Regions from separate parts of the Mus musculus genome. Here regions 2 and 3 are each linked to region 1. Evidence: chromatin contacts called from public Hi-C and HiChIP or PLAC-seq data. All regions are on one chromosome and are shown on one strand. Each heading gives the region's core, a stretch centred on a gene start, on an enhancer-like site or on the middle of the called end of the contact. The rest is flanking DNA. Distances are from core to core; before and after follow the strand shown.

Region 1 (4,261 bases), core at 1,166-3,665:
TGGAGTACTAAACTCAAACGTACAAGGCCTTGGATCCAATCCTCAGCACCACACAATGAAAGTCACAGTAAGGGGGAAAAAAATCAAACAGTTGCATGGAGGGGAGTGGGATTCCTTGAAGCTTGTGTGAGTTAGAGCCCTGGGAAATAGGAGGTTGTATCTGTGTTGACACATGCAAACACTTGTCCCCTGTCTCTGCAAAAGCAGCCAGAGGCACAGCAGAAAGCAGTCTCCGGCCATACTACCTTGGACACACCCAATCTCATCTGATCCCAGAAGCTAAGCAGTGTTAGGCCTGGTTAGGACTTGGATGGAGAACATTCTCTAGGATCTGGAGGGATGGCTCAGAACGGTTAAGTGTTTTTGCTTAACTGTTCTTCCAGAGGACTCCAGTTTGGTTCTCAACACTCATGTTGGGCTGTTCACAACCACCTGGAACTCAAGAGACATAACATTCTTTTAGCTCAGACACCTACACACACATGGTGGGCACACACACACACATTCATAAATACCAAAACATGATGGTTCCTGACAAGGTGTGGGCAGGGAGCATCAAGAGTGACAAACGTTAACAAAAGTACTAGTCAATTATCCAGAGAGATGACGAGCTGACACTCGGGTACCAAAGGGCATCAGGAACAGACCAGGCACACAAAGGGGAAACCTTTTTGTTCCAAAGAATATTTTTCTTCACTCAGAACCATGAAGAAGAATGTTGACCTCTTACTAACACAGCATCTTCCCAAACTTGGTTGCTAGTGTTTCAGGTTGGGCTTCGGGAGTGTAGTCCTACAGGTGTGGCCTTCCATTCCCAGCTTGTCTCCCAGATTTATTGACAAGTAGAAGCAGTCATTAGGGGTGCCACCCTGATCATTTTATCTCTCTTCTTGGTGTCCCTTTGCCTTGGCATTTCAAGACCCTCCCTTATCTCAGTGTTATACCTTAAAAATCAAACGAACCCCATCAATATGTGAAGACCCAAAGAAATTGTACAGTAAGCAAGCATTAATGTTACAGGCTAACAGGAATCCCTGCAGCCCTCCCCCCCCACACACTTGCTCCCCAGAGTCCCCCAGAATGATAGAAAATGGGGTTGGGAGGGAGCTTAGTTGGTAAAGGGCTGGTATGCAAGCATGAAGACCTGAATCCCCAGAGTCCACAGGAAAACCCAGATGTAAGGTCTGGCATAGGGGTGCATGCCTTTAATCCCAGCACTTGGGATGCAGAGAGATGAATCTCTGTGAGTTCGAGGCCAGCCTGGTCTATATAGTGAGCACCATGATTACATAGAAAGACTGTCTCAGAAGAGGGGGGGGGGATGGAGGGAGAGAGAAGGAGGAAGAGGAAGAGCAGGAAGAAGAGGAAGAGGAGGAGGGGAAGTAGGGGGGAAGAAGAGGAGGAAGAGAAAGGCAGATTCAGTGGTGCAAGCCAGTAGTCTCACAGCTATTGGGAAGAGGGCACACAGGGATCTCTGGGGCTCACTGGCTGGCCGACCTGGTCTAATAGATAATTACCAGCTTCAGAGAGGAAATCCTGTCTCAAAAAATAAGGTAGATGACACCTGAAGCACACCTGACATTGGCCTCTGGCCACACTCACACATGCACACACACAAGCAAGGAGACTTACAACTATGTATAGCATGACTATCAAAAGATAGGGACTATACACCTCAGAGCACCAAGAAGCCTCAGGAATATCCAACAGGCAGCTCTTAGGTTGCTACAGATTGAAAGGAAGGCACAGCCAGACACACCCAAAGGTGCTCCCCAGTGGGTCAACCCCAACACTCAGGCATGGAGAGGGATAGCTGACAGTTCCTCCCTGGAATGCAGACAGGTCCTCCACATGGCCTCCTCACTGTGTGTGTATCCTGTCTTCATCAGTTCCTCACCGTGTGGGATTTGATTGGTTAGAGTTGCTCCTATCACATGCCCTGACCCTACGGAGGTGATCATATTGTACCTTTTACAGTCCCTGTGGATACCCGAAGCTATAGGAAGTGACCAACTCGACACAGATTGGATCTTCCCTACACTTGCAAAGTTCCCTATACAAAGTTTAATTTATAAGTTACACAGTGGCTGGGCAGTGGTGGCTCACACCTTTAATCCTAGCACTTGGGAGGCAGAGGCGGGCGGATTTCTGAGTTAGAGGCCAGCCTGGTCTACAGAGTGAGTTCCAGGAAAGCCAGGGCTACACAGAGAAACCCTGTCTCAAACAAACATACAAACAAACAAAAAAAGTAACACAGTACAGGATGATCAACAACTGATAGGGAATAGAACAATAGTCGTGTAATAACAGCTGCTATGGTTTAACTTATTTTTAATTATGCGTATGTGTATCATGTGCACACCATGAGTGCAGGAACCTTTGCAGAACTTTCAGTTCCCTCGAAGCTGGAGTTACAGGCAGTTCTGAGTTTGGAAACCAAACTCAAGACTTCTGCAAGATCAGCATGTGTTCCTCCTACCCACTAAGCCGTTTCTCCAGCACCTAAAACTTGCTTTCTATGTGAATGGTTTAAGGATACAAGCAGGGGTTAAAGATCATTCCCAGCTATTTAGTACGTTTCAGGTCATATGAGACCCCCGAACACACACACACACACAAAATGAATTTCTAGGATTTCCTATTGATGACCAATACCACAAGCAACGGAGTCTGTGCAGAAAGAATGACCACTATGCCAGTCTCTTGTAGAAGCTTTCCCAGAAGCGAACAGTACAGTGTCCAGGATCCAAGCCCTGTGCCTGGATGAGGAGAGAGGGTAGGAGCCTACATGGGGCACTTCAGAGGGTGGACTGACTGGTTTTGTGTGTCAACTTGACACAGGCTGGAGTTACCATAGAGAAAGGAGTTTCAGTTGGGGAAATGCCTCCATGAGATCCAGCTGCAAGGCATTTTCTCAATTAGTGATCAAGGGGGAAGGGCCCCTTGTGGGTGGTGCCATCCCTGGGCTGGTAGTCCTGGGTTCTATAAGAGAGCAGGCTGAGCAAGCCAGGGGAGACAAGCCAGTAAGTAACATCCCTCCATGGCCTCTGCATCAGCTCCTGCTTCCTGACCTGCTTGAGTTCCAGTCCTGACTTCCTTTGGTGATGAACAGCAATGTGGAAGTGTAAGCTGAATAAACCCTATCCTCCCCAATTTGCTTCTTGGTCATGATGTTTGTGCAGGAATAGAAACCCTGACTAAGACAGAAGGGCAAAGGGGATCTACAAAGGAAGGCTTTTTCATGAGAAGTAGAAAGAGAGCCCTTAAAGCTAAGTACTGTGATACATACCTATAATCCCAGCACTTGGGAGGCAGAGGCAGGAGGATTGCAAATTCAAGGCCAGCAGGGACTTCATAACAGGAGCCCATCAGAATGAAGAAGAGCAGCAGGAAGCTGGGGTTGAAATGACTGGTTATCTATTGTATGATAGTTGAATAATGCATTTGTCTATTAGCTGCAAAGAAGGAACTATTTCAAAAAAATAAAACCAGCTCAACTTGTGTGTGAATTCTGGTGGCTGCCTACACACATGGCCCTCTGAACAATTGAGCCCTCATCCACTGAGACCTTTCTGCCACACAGGCATTTTGCTGGTTTAAAAGAAAAAAAGTTTAATGTCTTGTTAGAAGTTAGGAATGTGGCTTATGTGATAGAGAGCTTGCCTGGAATGCACAGAGCCCTGGGTTCCATCTCCAGTACTGCATAAACCCTGCCTGAATGGGTGTTCACACCTGTAATCTCATCCATCACACAGGAGGCCGAGGCAGGAGAATCAGAACTTCAAGGCCGTTCTTGGGACACATTGTGGGTTTGAGGTCAGACTGAGTTAGACACTCTTGTCTCACCCCCTCCCCCAACACACACACCGTTAGATTTTTAAAAACAAAACAAAAGAAAAGAAAACAAAACACCTGATAGCTATAAGAGTCAATTTTGAAGACTAGAAAACCTTCCTAGTTGGAGGGTTGCTAATAGTCTCAGATGGCCGAAAGGGACAGGAGTCATTGAAGTTATTTAGTCACCAAGGATCTGGGCTGTATCCCATTTCCACTTGGGCCAGAAAATTTCAAATGAGGAACATTTGCCACTTGAGCCCCCAGAATACCGGTAAGAGTAGAGGATTATGGTAATTCTGGATTATGAACTACAGTCTTAGAAAGGGGAAGTAGGGTGTCATGAGAAAAACATTTGAAATACAGCTGGCCTTAACCTTTGTAGGTGCCCTATAGAAGAAGCTAGTGTGGATTCTAGGGGACAGAC
Region 2 (4,261 bases), core at 498-2,997, 250 kb after region 1:
GTACATGTGTATATGATGTGTTCATGTATGTAAATGATGAGTATGGTATGTATGTGTATGATGGATATGTGTGTGTATGTGTGTGCATGTATGATGTGTATGTGTGTGTATGATGTGTATGTGTGTGTATGATGTGAATGTGTGATGTGTATATGTGTGATTTGTATGTATATGTGTATGATGTGTATGTGTGTGTTGGCTTTGTCTCATCAGACCTGAGCCTTGGCCCTCATATAAGGCCAGGTTCTCCTGTGGCTCTGCAAAGTCCTGGGGAGGAAGGTGTGTCTTGTTACAGGGAGCTGAGCTGCTGGTTCTGTGGAGCAGATGTGTTGACTCCAGCAGGAAGCAGAGGAAAGGGACAAGAAGAAGACACAGCTTGACAACAAGCAAGACACACCTGTCTTGCACTTGGGTGTGCACAGGCTGGATCTTCAGCCTGCATTCGATGACACCAGCAGCCCATCCAGACTACCAACTCAGAAGCCTTGCCTGTACCTATTTTCATATGCTGCTGCCTACATACTCACATGCCAGCCGCATGTACATGAAGACACTCGCAGGTACACTCTCTCATAATTTACCCCCACACATATACCCACTCACTCACGACCGTGACTATACCCTGTAGGCACACACAGCTCACACGTGCACATACACATCACAGGCAGTCACAGCCCTGACAGGTCCACTCACTACCTGCACATACATCAGGTATGCACACATACCCACAGCCCCACAGCACATATATTCACAACAGTGGCACTCCACACCCGCAAACAGGACATGTGTTCCTATAGCCACGAACGCACATCTCCGTCAGCACGCTCTGCTTCTGTGACCTGGGCCTGAGGTTTGAGAATGTTTCCAACTTGGCCAGACTTCAATGGGACAGCACTTTCCAGTCTGAGGAGCAGGCAGTGAAGTGGGGACCAAGGGTGACATCCCAGGGACTGCATGATAATTAGAACCTGGTCACCCTGTGGAGAGTTCTGCCTTTAGAGACTTAGGCCTGTGTATGTATATGATGTATATGGGATCATAGCCTTGAATCATTTGGCCATGGTCCCTCTCCTCAGGGGCCATTTCCATACCCCACCCTCACCCCCATTCCCAGTCGTAGGATCCTTAACTGTTCTCTCCACAAGTGTCCTCTGCTTCTGAAAGTCCTAACTACCAGACTGGAGGCAGTCAGTCACCCAGTGGCTATGTCACTAGGCTGCCTTTGAACCTCATTGGAGGTCTCTCTTTAACTTGCCATTCTGTAGGACTTGTGTCCTATTCTTGAATGTTCTGGCCCTCAATGTCCGCAGCACTGTCCTGGGCCATTGCGTCTGTGTGGGAAGGTGGATTACCAGTGACATCCTCAGAGAATGCCCAAGAGGCTCCTCAGTAAACAACCTGCCTACCTCCTCAGGGTTAGCCTAAGCTGGACCATTTTATGGCCCTGAAACCAGACACCATTCTTTTGCTGCATCCCATAGGAGCCAGAAGAAGACAACGTGGAAATCAAGTTGTGTGTGTTTGCCTAAACCCACTTAACTCCCCTCTGCGGCTGTGAACCCTGAGCCTGGGATGGGACCCGTGAGTGGGAAGCTCTCTCCCAGCCTGGCTTGAATCAAGACTGCCAGCAACAGGCAACAGAACCTACTGGCTGTGGTAAAGGGCTCATGTTCAGTGTTGTCACCCCGGTGCCCTAGTCAAAAAAGAAAGGACTCCAGCTGTGGCCTGTGCTATGTCTGATGACTGCCCCCTAGTGTCCGTTTCTGAAATGAGTGCAAAGCTGGAAGAAGGATGCTGTTACTACTTAGAGAGGGCTCTGCCTAAGGAAAGAACTGAAAAGGACAGGATGACAGGACTTAAGAGACATTCCCGGGCCTACTGAGCTGGAGGACAGCCTTGGGAGCAAAGTATGCCCCATGAGCATCAGCCAGGAAGTTAGAACTCTCACATGCACACTCCTGTGGACTGGCCCCAGGTCCGTGCTGTTTGGTAGGGAGTTCTGCCTGGCAGGCAGTTGTGCCTTCAGGGCACATGGCTGACATTTGTTGCCGCTTACAGCCACCTGCCGGTCTGCAGTGCATCCTGGGTAAATTATTAACAGGCCTCTTCCTAGAGAGCTTCCCTAGAGGTAGATAGAGGCAGCCAGGCAAAATACCTATGTGGGCTGAGACCGGGACCTGCTAGCCCCTGGTGTGGGGCAAAAAGACAACAGCCTTCCTGTGGCCCTGCTGATAATTATCCACACACGGATCAGTGTGGGATGGAATCCTTAAAAACTTAAGTTATGGGCAGACTTGACATTGTTCTTGTACAGGCATGGGCTGGGATTGGAGAGGGACCGTTGTAAACCGGAGACAGGGATTAATCCTGTATCAGACAGTAGAAAGATGACCCACAATATTCTCAAAAGTGCAATCTGACCTCGGGGAGGGAAGGGCAGTGGGGCTGGAGTGGATTCTGGGTGGCTTTCCAGTCTGAAAGAGAACTTCACAGAAGGGAATCAGTCCCTGAGACAGAGATAAACAACAGGGGAACTGAGGTGAGCCTGCAGGAATAGCAGGTGCGGACAGACAGAGGCCATCAGGAAGTCCAGCCACCTTTACTCCTGAGAGACCCAAGGTGCCCATGATGCAGGACAGAAAGATGTGAAAACCTGTAGGGATACTTGTAGGGATAAAATCCACTGGGGGATCCCTCTCCAGCTGGACACACAATTCCAACACAATCAGTATTTACCATGAAGGTTGCCAACACAAGCGATCTTTGGTACAGAGACATCTTCAGGTACTGATAAGGTAGCAATAAGGTAGGTTCTGGGTCTGAATGTTGGCGGCCTGGGCAGGGCCTCTCCCCCTGGGTGTGTTTTGGAAGTCACTAGACTGAGATATCCTACCTCTCTGTAATTCTGTGATCTTGGGCCCTCTCAGCTGAGCCCTGTCAGGTTTCCCAGACATCCTCTACAGACAGCAGATTCAAAGCCACTGGAATCCTATTCATGGGTGAAGACAGTAGCATGGAACCTTGGCTTGGAGTTGAGGCCCCTAAAAGATTAAGGGGTGTCCATAGGCTGCCCTGGGTGACAGCACGCTGCTATGCCTCTCTCTGTCACTGCTGCCTCGGACATCTTCAGCTACACTTGAGGTCAGGTGGGAGAGGAGGGGCGGCCATGCTTTGGAAGAGGCAGAGAACACCTTAGCAGGAGACCTCATACCCCAAGATGGAAGCAGAAAAGGAAGGCATGCCTTTGGCCGCCCCTCTTAGGTAGGTACTTTAAAACAGGTAACACATAGCTCACTGCAGGTTCAATGTGTGATGCCTCGGTGACTTTGTATGGGCAGGGGCGCCAGGTCTGCCTTCTTTGGGGTTAGATGGAATAGATGCTCCTCCCTTCAGGCCTAAGGGCCAGACCTTCAGACTACAGGAACGTGTCTTTTGCAAGGCCAGCAGAGGCCTGGCATTGACCACAGACTGGAAGTAAGCTTGGAGCAGTAGCCAGAGTACAACAGACCAAAGGCAACCCCTGTCCACCTGGGATAGATTCTTTCACATTTGTATGGGACACCTGGGAGGTCATATTGGCCGAGATGGCAGTGGTGGTTATTATACAGCAGGTGGGTAGAAGTTAGTTTGTCCAGGTTGTCAGAGGCAGGTGCACTGTGGTCCTCAGCAGAGTGACCCACTGAGGTGTTTTACCAGAAGCAAGTTAACCCTGATGGTGGCAGCATGAAGCCAGGAGTTTAACCTGTTCTGGGGCAGTGGGATATTCGGAATTAGGTCCATGAGCCCTTCCAGGAGGCTTCCAGCTGCAGATGTGTGTAGATAAATGGCTCAGGGTGGGACGGGGAACCCGAGTGTTTGAAGAACAGGTATATAGCGGCTTCCAAAGGCTCCATAAAAAGCTGGACATGGACTCTCCCCTCTGTGGGATGAGGCATTGTCTCCTAAGTAAACCATGTGCTACATCCAGCCCCATGATTTGAATAGAGGAGGCAGCCGGGAGGTGAGAACCAAGAGGGGTTGAGTCCAGTCTGGGTGTGTGCCTCTGATTCTAACAGGGACAGCAGGACAGCAAGGGAGTTCCCCACTGGGAAGCAGGGGCTGATTTGAACTGGATCCGTGTGAAAGAGGTCAACGACTGATTTTTAATTGATCCAACCCAGGGTGTTAGGCAAGGGCTCTACCAGGAAGCTGCAAACACAGCTCTTTTGCTTTCTGCAGTGTTGGGATTAATAGTAATTGGGTTTTTGCAGAGGGGAAACAG
Region 3 (4,261 bases), core at 796-3,295, 140 kb after region 1:
ATACAGGCAATACCTGACCTTTGAGCTATGTCTTCAGCCCTCTTTTACTTGGTAATGAAATCTCAGTAACTTGCCCATGATGGCCTCAACCTCACTCTGTGGTCCAGGCACAATGCTCCTGCCTTAGCTACCCCTCAGGTAGCTAGGAACACAGGCCTGTGTACATCAACTAGGTCTGCCTTGTCTGGCTTTTCCCATCTGAGCTACGAGTGTGTCGGCTGGATAACGTATTCAGTGTGGCTCTCCGATTGGAGCCTGTTTTCCAAACTTCTTGGGTGTGTGAGTGGTGTTGAACTTGGGATCCACTTGGCCACTATCTTCTCAAGCGTCTTCCTCACCCGCTCCTAGGACTCCCCTCCTTCATGTTGGTGTGCTCAGGGAACCTCCAGGCCTCCCGAGGTCTTTGCTTTCCGTTGATCTTTCTTCTGTCTTTGGATTTGATTGCTTCTCCTGAAGGCGTCGGGCTTCCCCTTTCCTCTGCTGCCAGGGTGCTGCTTAGGAGAGCTCTGAGGGAGCGGCCCACACCCAGTTGTAGTTTTGATCTGAGGACCTTCTTTGCTTCTTCCTCTTCCCTGGAGTCTCTGTGTTATTATTCCTTGTTTGGTCAGACCTCAGTCTCACACTTTCTCCAGCTTTTTGCACATACTGAAAAATATTTTATAAAGTCTGTGTGTGTATGTGTGTGTGTGTGTGTGTGTGTGTGTGTGTGTGTGTGTGTGTTACACTCTGCCTTTCTGGAAAAAGTTCCTCTGGGCTATTGAGTTGACATCCCATGCTTGGTCATGATAGGACCAGTCCTGAATATGAACTCACCAGACTTTGGGCAAAGTTCCCTGTGCAGATGCGATAGCATCCAAGGGTCCCTTTTAGAAAAAAACAAAAACAAAAAAACAAAAAACAGGGGGATAGGAACTATGGGGAGAAGGGGAGAGGGAGGAAAGAAATGAAAGGGAGGGAAAAGACGGAGGAAAGGAGGAAGGATGGAGGGGGATGTGAGGGAGGAGGGAAGGGGATGTGAGGGAGGAGGGAGGGGAACATGAGGGAAGAGGGAGAGGATGTGAGGGAGGAAGGAAGAGGGACAGAAGGGGAGGAGAAAGGAAGAGTACCAAGAGAAAGATATAGAAAGGAGAAAGTAGGAAGGAGGGTGAAAGGAAGGAGAGGTTTGGTTAAGTTTCATGGTCACTTCTTTCTGAAGTGTCAGAGAACTAAGTGTCTTCCTATTTTCTAGAATGCACACTTGGTGCTTGGCCCTGAAGTACTTTCAGGCAGAAGTGTCATGGAGAACGAGGTCTGTGTGCCGGGCTTGTAGAGCCCCTTAACACTGCCCTCTCTTGTCCTCCCATCTCCCCACCCCCACCCCCACACAGTACATTGTGGGTGCTAATTACTGGTCCACTCCAGTGGAACGGGAGACTGTGTTGATGTTACACTAACAGTTTATGCTCAACAAGCTCTGTGTGCATGTAATAATTACAGCATATTTGTCTTTGGTATTTCGCAAGCATTCTTTCTGGATAATACTGGCAGGATTAAGTAACAGTTTCTCGCCAGCGTGGTTGCTCAACTGCATTAAACGCGGATGGAGCACGGATGGAGCGCTATGACGCTCACAGCCTGGCTCCCCCCCCTCCCCCCCACCTCTGACCTTTTGCTTTTCTTACGTATAAAATAATCTATTGTCTGTGCCTATTGTTCCTATCCCAGATGCCAGGAAGTACTTCAGCAAAACATTTTGCTTTCGTGTTAAAGGACAGCCTTTACGGTGGTGAGGAGTAAGCTGGGCAGGCAAGCCACCAGGCTGCCAGCAACCAGGGACTTCAAAGTCTTCCTTTGGGAACTGTGGGGGAGCTGACATTTCTGCTTCTCTATATCCAACATTGGCAACATGTGCGGGGGGGGGGGGGGGGGATGAGAGGGAAGGGGCGCAGGGGGCGGGCATGGTTGTAATTCTGTCTTGGAAAAGGTCAGCAGGAGACACACTAGCTACATTGTGTAGCCCCGGTACTCTGATCCCAGACACGTGCTCAGGAGCCTGTTACGCAACACAGCCCACAGCCTCAAGGCCATTTTGCACAAGTTTCTCCTTCCCATAAGTTTACAGCCTCCTGAGATCATTAGCTTGTGACATAATTCTCGCCCACAAACACGGGCCGCTCAAACAGAGCAGAAATTCCAAAATAAAGCACTTCAGAAATAGCTAAGCATTTTTTTTTTGGACTTTTTTTTTTTGTTTTTTAACCTTTCCTGCACGATTCACGACTGTTTTTTTAAAGCCACTGAGTGAAACAGAGAACCCTACTCAGGGGTTTCTTTTTTTCAGTGTGGGAGTTTGGTCCGCGAAGGTTCCTGTGGGAACTCTCTCTTCTGCAGTGTTTTGGTTTTACCTGTGTTCTAGCTTGCTGTTGAAAAGCCAGGTCTACCTCTCTGTCTGATAAGCTAACGACTAACACACAGTGGCTTTGGTGGACATTTTTCAGAGTCCTGAGGTGAGGCCTGACATGTTCCCACATACAGTGGAAAGTTACTGTGGTGGCTGTCACTGAGTCCAGGGGACCAGAGACGCAAAGTAAATGCCACGCTGTGGCAGGTTTTTAATGTTATCGAGGGAGTTTGGCCCGACACGATGATGTGTCAGGATTCTTTGTTGTGAATGGCACAAGTCCAAACAAAAGTAGCCTGGATCAAAGAAAACTGTCACTTGGCCAGCAACCCTCAGCAGGAAAGGGCAGGACCATGAGGACAGTAGAACCAGGCTCACAGGGCTGGAGGGACACCCTGCGTTTCCTGTCGTGCCTAACGACCAGGGTATAGCTTCATTCTCTGGTCCGGTTTTACAGCTTCCAGCCCACTGGAGAGTAGAACTCAGGTCCCTGGGTACAGAGGCAGTTTATTGACTCGGCAGTCTCCCAAGCACCACCACCTACCCCCGTTTTGTCTGTGTAGTTCTAAGGGTGGCCTTGGCTGACAGCAGAACCCGGAAGCCTCTGCAGCCTCCACCACAGGGAAATGGGAAGAAGGGGGCCTGGGTGTGTAAAGGCCTTTGGTCCAGCGAGAACCCAGATTAGCTAGAAGTTCTAGCCACTTTTGGAGAGGTCAGGCCAGCCATGGGGACAGGACCCAGTGGAGATGACAACCCCTGAATCAGAATGTTGGTGGTTGGGGACATGCGCAGACATGGTTTAGATTGACTGACTGGGGAGAGGGGGTACTTAGACCCAGCACCTGTGGTCCAGCTTTCCCACCCCTACTCTGTCTGCCCAACACCTTCCTCATGACAGGGATATTCCTCATGTCCTCATGTCTTCCTCATGACAGAAATGTTCCTCTTATGTCCCAGCGTCCCCACCAGAGAGAGTGGTATTATGTCCTCTCTGGATACCGGAAGAGGACATGGACCATGGCGGGTGGGGGTGACATGATGTCATGGGTAGCCCTAGTTGGACCCCTGCCCTAGGTCAGGAAGACAGTGTGGGGGACATCTGCCACCCTTAGCTGTGGTCATCAGTAGCCAAGTGGAATCTGGCAGGGTCCATCTAGGTTCCTGGATCTCTGAGTGATACACGCATTTCTCTGTTCACCTCTGTGATCAGTGTGTTCAAGTTCTCCAGTGGGCAGCTTTCGAACCCCAGGGAAGCCCTTGACTTGTCTGGTATCATTCCTGTTGCTACCAAGAGAAAAGTCTTTGACACACACACTCGCTGTCTGACACACACACTCGCTGTCTCCCGGTGGTTCAAGAGTGGTTCCAGAGTTTTTGCAAAGTTCTGATTTACCTGGCTGTAGGCAGTTTTATGTGTTCTCTCCAATGTCAGTGTTACTTATTATAAGCTCTTTGTGTGTGTGTGGGGGGGGGATGGGGGGGAGAAGGGGAGCCTGGAGAGAAGTTCTGGGACTTTCAGGGCAAGATGATCTGACCCAGCAAGTGAACTTCTGCTAATACCATGGCCTGTTTCCTAAATAAACTTCTGAGGAAGAGAACTCAAGGCTTCCTTTCTTCTGAACTGTTTGCATACCCTAAAGCTATGTGATGTGGGAAGTGCCCACGTCCCCTTTCCAGAGGCGGTGTCTTACCTCGAAGAACATGCTTTGTGCTAATCGGATTGGTTCTTTGGCTTGCTCTGGCCAAGGCTGGGTGGGGTTTGCAGGTGGAGAAGCAAGACCCTGCAATCCCAAAGGCCCTGGCTGCTTCCTGCCTCCTCCAGAGGGTTGCCCACTTCTCTCAGCTTCACAGCAAGTGAACACCGAGGGTTCCTACCTGCCT

Evidence for each region. A called contact is a pair of places that touch in the nucleus more often than the background predicts. HiChIP or PLAC-seq counts read pairs in DNA pulled down with a chosen protein or histone mark.
Region 2: a contact with region 1 is called in a Hi-C map of bone marrow-derived macrophages, with 53 read pairs. The contact joins two enhancer-like sites. A contact is called at or near these places in 5 of 39 promoter capture datasets (the 3T3-L1 cell line, the C10 cell line, hippocampal neurons and 2 more), 3 of 15 datasets of contacts at CTCF or cohesin (CD8 T cells and the NIH/3T3 cell line), 22 of 484 Hi-C or Micro-C datasets (the C2C12 cell line, the CH12 cell line, DN3 thymocytes and 17 more), 36 of 115 datasets of contacts at active chromatin or transcription factors (CD8 T cells, the HPC-7 cell line, T-cell acute lymphoblastic leukemia and 27 more) and 3 of 9 other capture datasets (adipose tissue, liver and pancreatic islet).
Region 3: an H3K4me3 HiChIP or PLAC-seq map of bone marrow-derived macrophages shows a contact between it and region 1, with 4 times the contacts expected there. The contact joins two enhancer-like sites. A contact is called at or near these places in 5 of 39 promoter capture datasets (the 3T3-L1 cell line, the C10 cell line, the SN4741 cell line and 1 more), 42 of 484 Hi-C or Micro-C datasets (the AML12 cell line, B cells, the HPC-5 cell line and 23 more), 26 of 115 datasets of contacts at active chromatin or transcription factors (CD8 T cells, the HPC-7 cell line, the NIH/3T3 cell line and 19 more) and 2 of 9 other capture datasets (adipose tissue and pancreatic islet).

The regions. Positions count from the first base shown.
Region 1 is chr13:52,960,700-52,964,960 of GRCm38.p6, reverse strand. All of the region lies in intron 2 of Gm40950 (a long non-coding RNA gene), which reads right to left. Among named protein-coding and RNA genes, the nearest start is that of Gm40950, 8.4 kb to the right of the region's middle. Within about 2 kb of position 2,415, at least 9 of the 459 cell types and tissues checked have an H3K27ac peak or open chromatin away from gene starts, as enhancers often do. A contact at or near this core is called in adipose tissue, bone marrow-derived dendritic cells, bone marrow-derived macrophages and 1 more, where this site is marked.
Region 2 is chr13:52,709,642-52,713,902 of GRCm38.p6, reverse strand. No RefSeq gene overlaps it. Among named protein-coding and RNA genes, the nearest start is that of BB123696, 45 kb to the left of the region's middle. Within about 2 kb of position 1,747, at least 53 of the 459 cell types and tissues checked have an H3K27ac peak or open chromatin away from gene starts, as enhancers often do. A contact at or near this core is called in adipose tissue and bone marrow-derived macrophages, where this site is marked.
Region 3 is chr13:52,820,190-52,824,450 of GRCm38.p6, reverse strand. No RefSeq gene overlaps it. Among named protein-coding and RNA genes, the nearest start is that of Gm33315, 7.0 kb to the left of the region's middle. Within about 2 kb of position 2,045, at least 169 of the 459 cell types and tissues checked have an H3K27ac peak or open chromatin away from gene starts, as enhancers often do. A contact at or near this core is called in adipose tissue, bone marrow-derived dendritic cells, bone marrow-derived macrophages and 1 more, where this site is marked.